Linked DNA regions of Salvelinus alpinus: region 1 is linked to region 2. A link is a contact called in public Hi-C data. All regions are on one chromosome and are shown on one strand. Each heading gives the region's core, a stretch centred on a gene start, on an enhancer-like site or on the middle of the called end of the contact. The rest is flanking DNA. Distances are from core to core; before and after follow the strand shown. Region 1 holds the start of LOC139566353 (oxysterol-binding protein-related protein 11-like). Region 2 holds the start of LOC139566216 (actin-related protein 3).

What was found. A called contact is a pair of places that touch in the nucleus more often than the background predicts.
Region 1: a Hi-C map of muscle shows a contact between it and region 2, with 9 times the contacts expected there. The contact joins the promoter of LOC139566353 here to the promoter of LOC139566216 in region 2. A contact is called at or near these places in 2 of 3 Hi-C or Micro-C datasets (muscle and red muscle).

Annotation. Positions count from the first base shown.
Region 1 is chr38:5,675,061-5,679,775 of SLU_Salpinus.1, reverse strand. It overlaps LOC139566353 (oxysterol-binding protein-related protein 11-like), which reads right to left and starts at 2,631. Exons shown (of 13, transcript XM_071387478.1): 1 at 2,481-2,631; 2 at 229-297. The coding sequence starts at 290. It overlaps LOC139566358 (glycerol-3-phosphate dehydrogenase [NAD(+)], cytoplasmic-like), which reads left to right and starts at 1,425. Exons shown (of 8, transcript XM_071387484.1): 1 at 1,425-1,614; 2 at 1,894-2,071; 3 at 3,717-3,857; 4 at 4,143-4,281; 5 at 4,393-4,505. The coding sequence starts at 1,574.
Region 2 is chr38:5,451,243-5,456,153 of SLU_Salpinus.1, reverse strand. LOC139566216 (actin-related protein 3) reads left to right here and starts at 2,368. Exons shown (of 12, transcript XM_071387258.1): 1 at 2,368-2,590; 2 at 3,338-3,393. The coding sequence starts at 2,547.

The DNA.
Region 1 (4,715 bases), core at 1,382-3,881, 220 kb before region 2:
GTGCCTTGCTCAAGGGCATATACAGATTTTTCATCTAGTCAGCTCAGGGATTCGAACTAGTGACCTTTTGGTTACTGGCCCAATGTCCTTGAGCTGAAGATGCTTGTTGGCAAAACATTGAATCTATTCAATAGTATGTGTAGTTGATTTGAGCATATTGTAAATACCTTTACTAAATGCACATAGCACTGGTTAATCAATGTTCTTCAACCTGGGCTGCCCACTCACCTATATTGCCATCCTGTTACCAGGTTGGTGTATTTCATCAGGTAACCATCAATATTTTCCATGTGGTCACTGAACAGAGCAGAGATTGAGAAAATGATTGACAGTTAGCAAAAAAGCTAGTTATGCTACAATAACAGCAGTGGGTTGGCAAAGTTCAACTCCCAATTAACCTCTGATTCAACTCTGGCTAGCCTGTTAACTAATAGCTAAGTCAGTAAGCTCAGCTAGAAAAGCTAGAAACCAAAGCTGGCCAGCCAGCTAACATTTGACCAATTAATTATAGTTACCAACTGAAGACGTGTGTTGCACTGCCTATTAGCCAAACACATCACTGCAGCTAACTAGCACGATTGGTTAGCCAGATATGGCTAAACAAGAGAATTAGCCTAGCTAGCTAGACAGTCATCATACCTGTACTGCCAGCCTTTAGAACTCCCTCTCCCAGAACTACCAGGCGTCCCTTTCTGGGGAAAGACATCCAGTTTCCCTTCACTGTCCGATATTCGTATTGCCGTGGCGGTTTCCCCTTGCATAGTCATAGCCAACGTTATAGCTAGCTAACAAGCTACAAACCTTGCCAGAAACGCTAGCTAGCTGGCTAGCTAGCTCGAGAGCTAGCCACACATCAAACGCTAGTCTGATTTGCTAACTTGAAGGCCTTGCTCACAGATGGATTTCTTCTGTTTATGGCTTAACAAAACACATAGTTTTTCCATGAACGATAGCTATCTAAACAACTGATTAAGTAATCCATCACAACATATTCTTATAAAAACAGTGGCGTGCTAGGTTGTTAGCTTGGTGTTTACATGATCCAAATCGCTGCTAACAGGCTTCACGATGACGCGACACGGTACTGAAGTCATGTGATTCAATTCCATGAAAGGACTTCCGCACTGGCAAAAAAAAGGGGAATATTTTGCCATACAAAGTTTGTCGAAATTCTACAAATGCAACCCATCTTCAAATATATCCTGCACATACCCCATCGAGCTACCGCCAGCATATATTCCAGTCATGTTGCATGACAGACAGTGAGAATTTTGTTTCTCCTCCGAGCTCTGCACATCGAGAAAACTATAGAACTTTCTCCATGCATTAATGTCTCTCCATACTTGTCATGACAGGTTCGCCGTGGTGGCACACCCAGAATAACCCTACTGTTATCTAACATGTACAAACCTTTCCCTTCTTTTATAAACAGGTTAAAAAAAGGGCGGTGTGCTAAAAAAGAATGTGCTGCCCACACGACAATGGCGTATAAGGAAGTTATGGTTATAAACACGGCATTTTACTGAGCTGTTAACACTGTTAAAGAAATCGTGCCTGCTACTCTACCTTAAAAATGCCTGCTAAGAAAGTGTGCATCGTTGGATCTGGAAACTGGTATATTTACGCGCTTTCTCTATTTGCATGTGCCTGCATTCGACAACATTATATCATTATTAATTCCACTGATTGAGTCATAATGTAGCCAACTAAGTGCTGATATTAGGTTAAATGTACAACTTGCGTGTAGTTTCATAGAATATCAAACATAGAAGTTTGATTTACATTCAAGACATTCCGTGTACTGTAATAATCTGGTTATCGTACCCCCAGGATATATTTAGCATGTTCATTTTGCGACTGGGATTTTGAAAATATGTTTTCATCATCTCCTAGGGGCTCAGCGATAGCCAAAATCGTCGGTCACAATGCAAAGGGATCCAACAGGTTTGACCCCATTGTCAACATGTGGGTGTTTGAAGAGATGATCGATGGCAAAAAGTTAACAGAAATCATCAACACAGAGCATGAGAACGTCAAATACCTACCGGGTCACAAGCTTCCCAAAAATGTGGTTAGTATTGTGTTTTAGTAGAGATTTTTTGCCTCAAGATTACAAATCATTGAGTTGGGCAATACATCTGGATTTAACATTATCTCCTATCTCCGGACATGCTTTGTGGTTGTGTAAAAGGACACACACAGATAAGATGAGTGAAGTTTGACCTATACAGAACTAACAACATATTCGTCTGGGTTGTTCTCAAGAACCCAAGGCATTAACAAGGCATTCTGCCTTATCCCTAGGGTTCTCAGCTATAAGCACCGTTTACCGGTGGGCCCATGTACACTACAATCCCATCTCTTTGTTTTAAAGTTTAGAAAACGCCAATAATCATTGCTTGCAATGCGGTTTTTGAAACATAGGATTATCTTTCATATCAGCGAGAAATAATCTTTCAAATATAAAAGATAACACTTACTGTATCAGGTTTGCACAGAACCATAGGACTGTGTGTATGCGTAGTATGGGATCAATATCATGCCAAATGTGTTCCTCCAGACCACAAACTACACTTCCTTTCCAGTTACGCTGACACACAGGTGTTTAAGCACGCTAGATAGCTAATTAGCACAGGTGGTCTTCTCTGCCTTCCATTAGTCTTCCTTAATAAAGTGCTTGTAACATGGCCATGTGGGAACATAAACCCTAACCGTATAAAATAGTGCTGGGGTAAGAAATCTAGACAGTTGCATATCAGGATACTATTTTTGACAATGTATCATGTAGTTTTGAAAATATCGCAATATGATTTTTTTTGCTAGTTGTCTGTAGCTAAACCAAAACCCCAGAACTTTTCCTTCATAGCTTGTTCTCAGTCTTTAAAAAAAAAATAGGGCGCCAATTTGTTTTCAGCACTTTTATTCCAATGACTGATCAAGACTTGTTTTCTCATGTTCTTGCTTGTCCCTCTGCAGCTATGGTGAACAGTTTGGAACATTGAATCGCAATACAATCACAGTGTCGAATCGCAATACATAGAAATGTGAGAATCGCAATACATATCGTATTGGCACCTAAATATTGTGATAATATGGTATTGTGAGGTCCGTGGAAATTCCCAGACATACTATAAAGGTGTGTAGGAATTTAGACTTTAGGTTTTTGGGTAATTATTTCTCGCTGCTATAAAAGATATGTCCCTTATATTTCCCAAACCAATAGTGATGCATGTTAACGTTCAGAACGAGCATCAGGGCTCTTAACAAAACTCCCCCAGCCAGAATATATCTTCATGAATAGATGCTAAAGGTATTTGTCATTCTTTGAATGGCCTACCAGTCTGACATACCTTGCTTTCCACTGTGTCAAAACTTAATGTATGTATTATTATAGCCATCCGCCCCTTATGTCAACTCCATGTAACAAAATAACATCACATAACATCTTGTAATCACAGGAGGTTGGTGGCACCTTGATTGGGGAGGACAGGATCGTGGTAATGGCTGGAGCGGGAAAAATGGAAGGGCATCAAACACATGGTCTCTACATGTTTGATGCCATTGCATTCGCTCCGTTCCAGCCATTATTGTGAGCTGTCCTCCCCTCAACAGCCTCCACTGCGTAATGTAGATTCACGATAAATGCTACTACACAGTAACATCCATCATGAGTAGTACAATGTATCATGCTATCTTTTCCCGCTCCAATTTACCAGGTTGCTGTCCCAGAAGTCACAGAAGCGGTGAAAGGGGCCAGCATACTGATCTTTGTCATTCCACATCAGTTCATTGGGAGGCTATGTGATCAGATGAAACCTCATCTTACACAGGGAACCATTGGGATATCCCTCATCAAAGTAATGCCATTTACCTCTTTTTCACACCAGCTCTCACTTAGAAAAAACATTGCTAAAATCTATAAACAATTTTAAGTCTGAATTTACTCTGGCTTCATATTGTGCTCAGGGAAAGTCTCAGCTGTATGAATTTATCATCATGGCTATGATTTTACACTCATTATGTAATAGCAGCCTAGTCAAAAAAAATGCAGCCACCCAAATGCTGGTAACTAGGGTTATATGTTACAAAATGAGTGATTGAAGGCAGCCTAAGATCTCTTTTCTGCCCTGGTCCTTATTCAGGGCATCGATGAAGGCCCAGAGGGCTTGAAGCTCATCTCTGACATCATCCGTGAGAAACTGGAAATTGAGGTTAGCGTCCTGATGGGGGCCAACATTGCCAACGAAGTGGCTGATGAGAAGTTCTGTGAGACCACAATTGGTAAGACATTTTTAGATCATTTTATCTAGACTATTGCTGTAATGTTTAGTGTGTTGCAACTCCCACGGATGCAGTTATGTGTACCTTGACTTTCTATCACTACCTAAACAGGAGCTAAGAACGAAGCAAACGGACATATCTTTAAAGAGCTGCTGCAGACTCCCAACTTCAGGATCACCGTGGTGCAGGAGAGTGACACAGTAGAACTCTGTGGGGCTCTCAAGGTACAATTTACATTTAAACTCAAAGAGAACAACTTTTGCTACATATAGCTACATCGTTAACGTAACTTACACAGAAGGCCTATGTTTCGCTCCACTGTACCTCTGTTTTATTTGCTCACATTGTCAAATCATTTGTTACAAACCATGAATCATAATATTGCTAGAAGAAGAGTAGAGAACTGCACATACCACTTATGGTTCCTTTCCCAC
Region 2 (4,911 bases), core at 1,119-3,618:
CTCGCTACGCGCTGCAGCATTCGGTGGTCCCGTTCTGTGAGTTTGTGTGGCCTACCACTTCGCGGCTGAGCTGGTGTTGCTCCTAGACCATTCCACTTCACAATAACAGCACTTACAGTTGACCGGGGCAGCTCTAGCAGGGCAGACATTTGTCGAACTGATTTGTTGGAAAGGTGCTACGTTGAAAGTCACTGAGCTCTTCAGTAAGACCATTCTACTGCCAATGTTTGTCTATGGAGATTGCATGGCTGTGTGCTTGATTTTATATAACTGTCAGGAACGGTGTGGCTGAAATAGCCGAAGGGGTGTCCACATACCTTTGTATATATAGTTTATATTTCTGTCCAGTTCCTGTGCTGTGATTGGATTGGCATTCATCCTCTCTTTCTATAGCAGGGGTCTTCAACCTTTTCTTGCCCAGGGAACCTTTCATACATTAGCAAAATAGAATTTTTTTCACGTCTTGTCTTATCAAAGTGAATGATAATGTCCAGGAGAAGTATTTTAACCGTATCGCAACTGGGAATTGATTCACGTTTAGATGGAGTATATGGTAGATAGGAAGGTCAAAATAATGAACCACTATCACGACTCAGGATATGACCCAAATGCAGACACAGGAGGCGGATAGTTTGGTTCTCATAATATGTATTATAACAAAGGGGCAGGCAAAGGGTAGGTAGAGGTTCGTAATCCAAGGCAGAGTCAATCATGGATAGAACGGCAGGCAGGCTCAGGGTCAGGACAGGCAGAAAGGTCAGAACCCGGGAAGACTAGAAAACAAGAACTTGAAAAACAGGAAAGACATTGGTAAGACCTGACAAAACAAGACGAACTGGCAAGAGAAACAGAAAACGCAGGTATAAACACACAGGGGATAATGGGGAAGAATAGGAGACACTTGGTAGGGGGTGGAGACAAGCGCAAGACAGGTGAAAAAGATCACGGTGTGACAGCCCCCCCGCTAGGGCCGCCACCTGGCATCCAAACCAGGCACATAGCTGGTGAGTCCATATAACGTATTATGTGATTTGTTAAGCCAAATTTACTTCTGAACTAATTTAGGCTTACCCAAACAAATGGGGCAAATACTTATGTAACGACTATATTTTATTTATTAATTTGTAAATATATATACACATACATATATATTTTCACTTTGACAGAGTATTTTGTGTAGATCAATGTAAAAAAAAAAGTACAATTAAATCTATTTCAATCCCACAAGTTCAAGGGGGTGTACTTTCTATTGGCACTGACTGTACATTGTACTGTCAAATGCATATTGCCACCTACTGGTGAAATAGTAATACACCCCAAGTTATAATAACAATTTACTGTACGCATCCTCTTTCTTATAGCAGCCCTTCAAATACAGTAACTCTGGGCCTGTACATTTAATATTAAATGAGGACAGAAATCAAATGTACCTTTGAAAGGTTTCTCAGCTAAACTGTGTCCATTTGTCAGCTTTTCCTCTTCCCATAATGTCGACACACAGTAAAGGGATGGTTTCTCCCACTGACTGGAGAGGACCGTTTGAACAAGAAGAGAAAGCTGAGGGCTTTGGGAGGATATAGGGAGTGACGGACCACCGAAGTGAGCGATGGATGACTCTTCCTGGAGAGAAATAAGGCAATGTTCTGTAAAGCTCAGGTATTGGATCTAGTCTAGCCACTAGATGGCCCTCCATGATGGATCCAGCTCTCAGCCCCAGAGCTCTCTCAGCTAATATATCTTCTTTATCAGTGGCCTTCCATGTGGTCATGGTGGGAGGGAATTACAATCCTCCTTGGTTGGTTGATGGGCGGTAAATCAATTATATCATCTTTAAGCAGAGCAGGTCGCTGGAGATGTTTTTTGGGGATGCTGCACTAGCCTATAGCTTCGAGGGACACATAGCTCTGAAAATGGAAACTTTTGAGAGATGGTCTTGGGTAACACTAATCACTCATGCAGTATATTTCTTGAATCTCCCAATTTTACCTATAGACTATTGAACAATTTACATAGGATAGAGAGAAGAGATATTGGTTTTCATGTTCACCCAAAAGGTCAATCTAACGCATTGATACAATGCTTTTTAATGTCATGGATTTCAATAGCGTCATGCAATGTTCAAAGAAGATATTCTATTCAGATAGTCTACTGCCTACATCAGTAGTCACAAAATCCTGTCCGTGAATTGACTGAACAATTGTTCTGCTGCTACTATAAAAACTAACGGTACATTATAGAGAATAATTGTTTAATATGTTTTACATGCAATTAGAAAGTGTACATTTACTTACCCCTCTGATAAGGTGCGATATTAGAAATGTTTTAACAAACGTTATGATCAGTGTCGCGTCAGCCGCTTTCAACTTCCGCATCAGGTGATTGCGGAAGTAACTTCACTCTGCGGGTTCAGGGTTCCGCCTCTAAACTAGCTAGCTAAATAAATGATTATCCCTCTACCCAAAACAAACGACTTTCCTTTTTATAAGACTCATTTGGAATATAGCAGCAATTCACCATTGCAATCTGCAGTAGATATTTAAGGAAACATGGCTGGACGTCTACCGGCTTGTGTAGTTGACTGTGGCACAGGGTAAGTAGCAAGTGCTAATGCTAATAGCTAGCTAACTAATTCATTGGCTTTAGCTAGATACACCCAGACATGGCATACACGTTGGGCGTGCAAAGTAAACAAATCAAGATAGCTAGCTGGTCAGCAACAACCTTTATTTGCTTCATTTCGTTTAATCCAGCCAGCAAACTAAGCTAGTTAACCATTTTAGGTTCAAGAAGATAACTTGCTAGTAGCTATTTTCCATCAGTGTCCCCCACTCGTTAAAGTTACATTAGCAGTATGCATTGACTTTAATCTGTTACTGTAGTCTACGTAACATGTATGTTTCAATTTGTGGAAGCGTATAACTGGCCTAGTCCACAGACAGTCATGCCACCCTTATCTCACCTCATTTGCTCACATTGTATATAGACTTATTTTTCTACTGTATTATTGACTGTATGTTTTGTTTATTCCATGTGTAACTCTGTGTTGTTGTATGTGTCGAATTGCTATGCTTTATCTTGGCCAGGTCGCAGTTGCAAATGAGAACTTGTTCTCAACTAGCCTACCTGGTTAAATAAAGGTGATAAAAAAAAAAAAAGATTAGTGGTTTGCAACCTTTTTCGGTTACTGTACCACCAACTGAATGTTGCTCTGCTCGCATTGAGTACCCCAGAAGTACCCCCCCCCCCTCCCCATGATCATGCATCATGAGCTATAATGATTACACCATTATGATCTATATAACCCACTGAACTTTCTCATGCAATGCATTTGTTGTAGGTACACAAAGATTGGATATGCTGGAAACACAGAGCCACAGTTTATTGTTCCTTCATGTAAGTATTTCTGTATCATACAGCAGCGGTTCCCAAACTCGGTCCTCGAGACCCCAAGGGGTGCACGTTTTGGTTTTTGCCCTAACACTACACAGCTGATTCAGATCATCAAGCTTTGATCATTTGAATCAGCTGTGTAGTGTTAGGGCAAAAACCACCCCTTGGTGTCCCGAGGACCGAGTTTGGGAAACGCTGTCATACAGTCTTCTAATGATAATGTACCATGTCCATTCATATGTAGCCCTTGATCATGACTATAAGATCCTTTCCATTACACAAGTCATTGGACGAAGGTGTCTTCTGTACTGAGCAGTTTTGTTAAGAACCGCGAAGCTCGGTCTGAACATTAACACGCATCGCTTGCAGTACGGTTTTGGCAGCATAAGGACCTTTATCTTTTATATCAGCCAGAAATAATAATGAAAGAAAATAGGGTTAGGGTTCCCACACGGCCATATTTCCATGTTACAGCGCTTGTTTATGGAAAACAGATAGAATAAAGAGTGGGCTACCTGTGCTAAATAGCTATCTGCTTCTCCGAACACCTGTGTGTAAACGGAAGACGGACGCCACACGTGTTGTCACTGAGAAATACGGTCAGCTGCAGCTGTGTTCAAACAGTGTACAGGAAGTGTGAATCTTGCATTTGTGATTATTTTGATGTGATATGAAAGGGATTTATGTTTTTAGAACCATACCACAATTTAGATGGAGTATTTGGTTGTTTTGGCTTCCAGAGCTTGGTCTATAAGCCAAATAATGGACTAAAGGAGCCTAACTCATAAGGCGGACATACTGTATGGTCATTAGTTAAATGAATCTGCTGAAAGCATTTGGGTATCGGTCCTTCCTGTTTTTCTTATCTGATTGGAGTGCTGGAATGGAAGTAAGCGAACACGCCTAATTCAACAAAAATGTAAAACCACAAAGTTTGAGTTGGCCGCCTTCCTCTAGCATTGAGTCATCCAGTGGACCCTAAATGGCAATGCTAGCTTGTTAGAGGCACCATAGACTAGTTATTCAGTGATAAATCCAAACCATTTGTCTATTTTCAATAATCGTAGCCTATTCACTTGTTTTCAGTACTTGAAACTGTACAGACACAGCTTGAAAGGAAGCTAGTCTAGCCTATATTCAGTGATATGGTGATATGGTCAGCCCCTGCTGACTAGAATAACGGACAAACTTGCCAAGGCCACCTGCCTGTGGACTTGAAGTAGCCAGTAGATAGATGACATGTGCACGTTTAGATGCCTGGATGGATGACAAGTAGGCCTACACATTTAGAGGCTACAAGGAAGTAGTTGAGGGAACAATGTTCATCGTCCGACATTATAATAATATATAATGTATGCCATTTAGCAGACACTTTTATCAAAATAGACTTAGTCATGCGTGCATACATTGTACGTACGTGTGGGCCCGGGAAACCTATGTGATCAACTTTGACAGTGAAGTCACATTATGCAGGAAGTTAAAGGCCCAATGCAGCTGTTTTTATGTCAACATCAAATCATT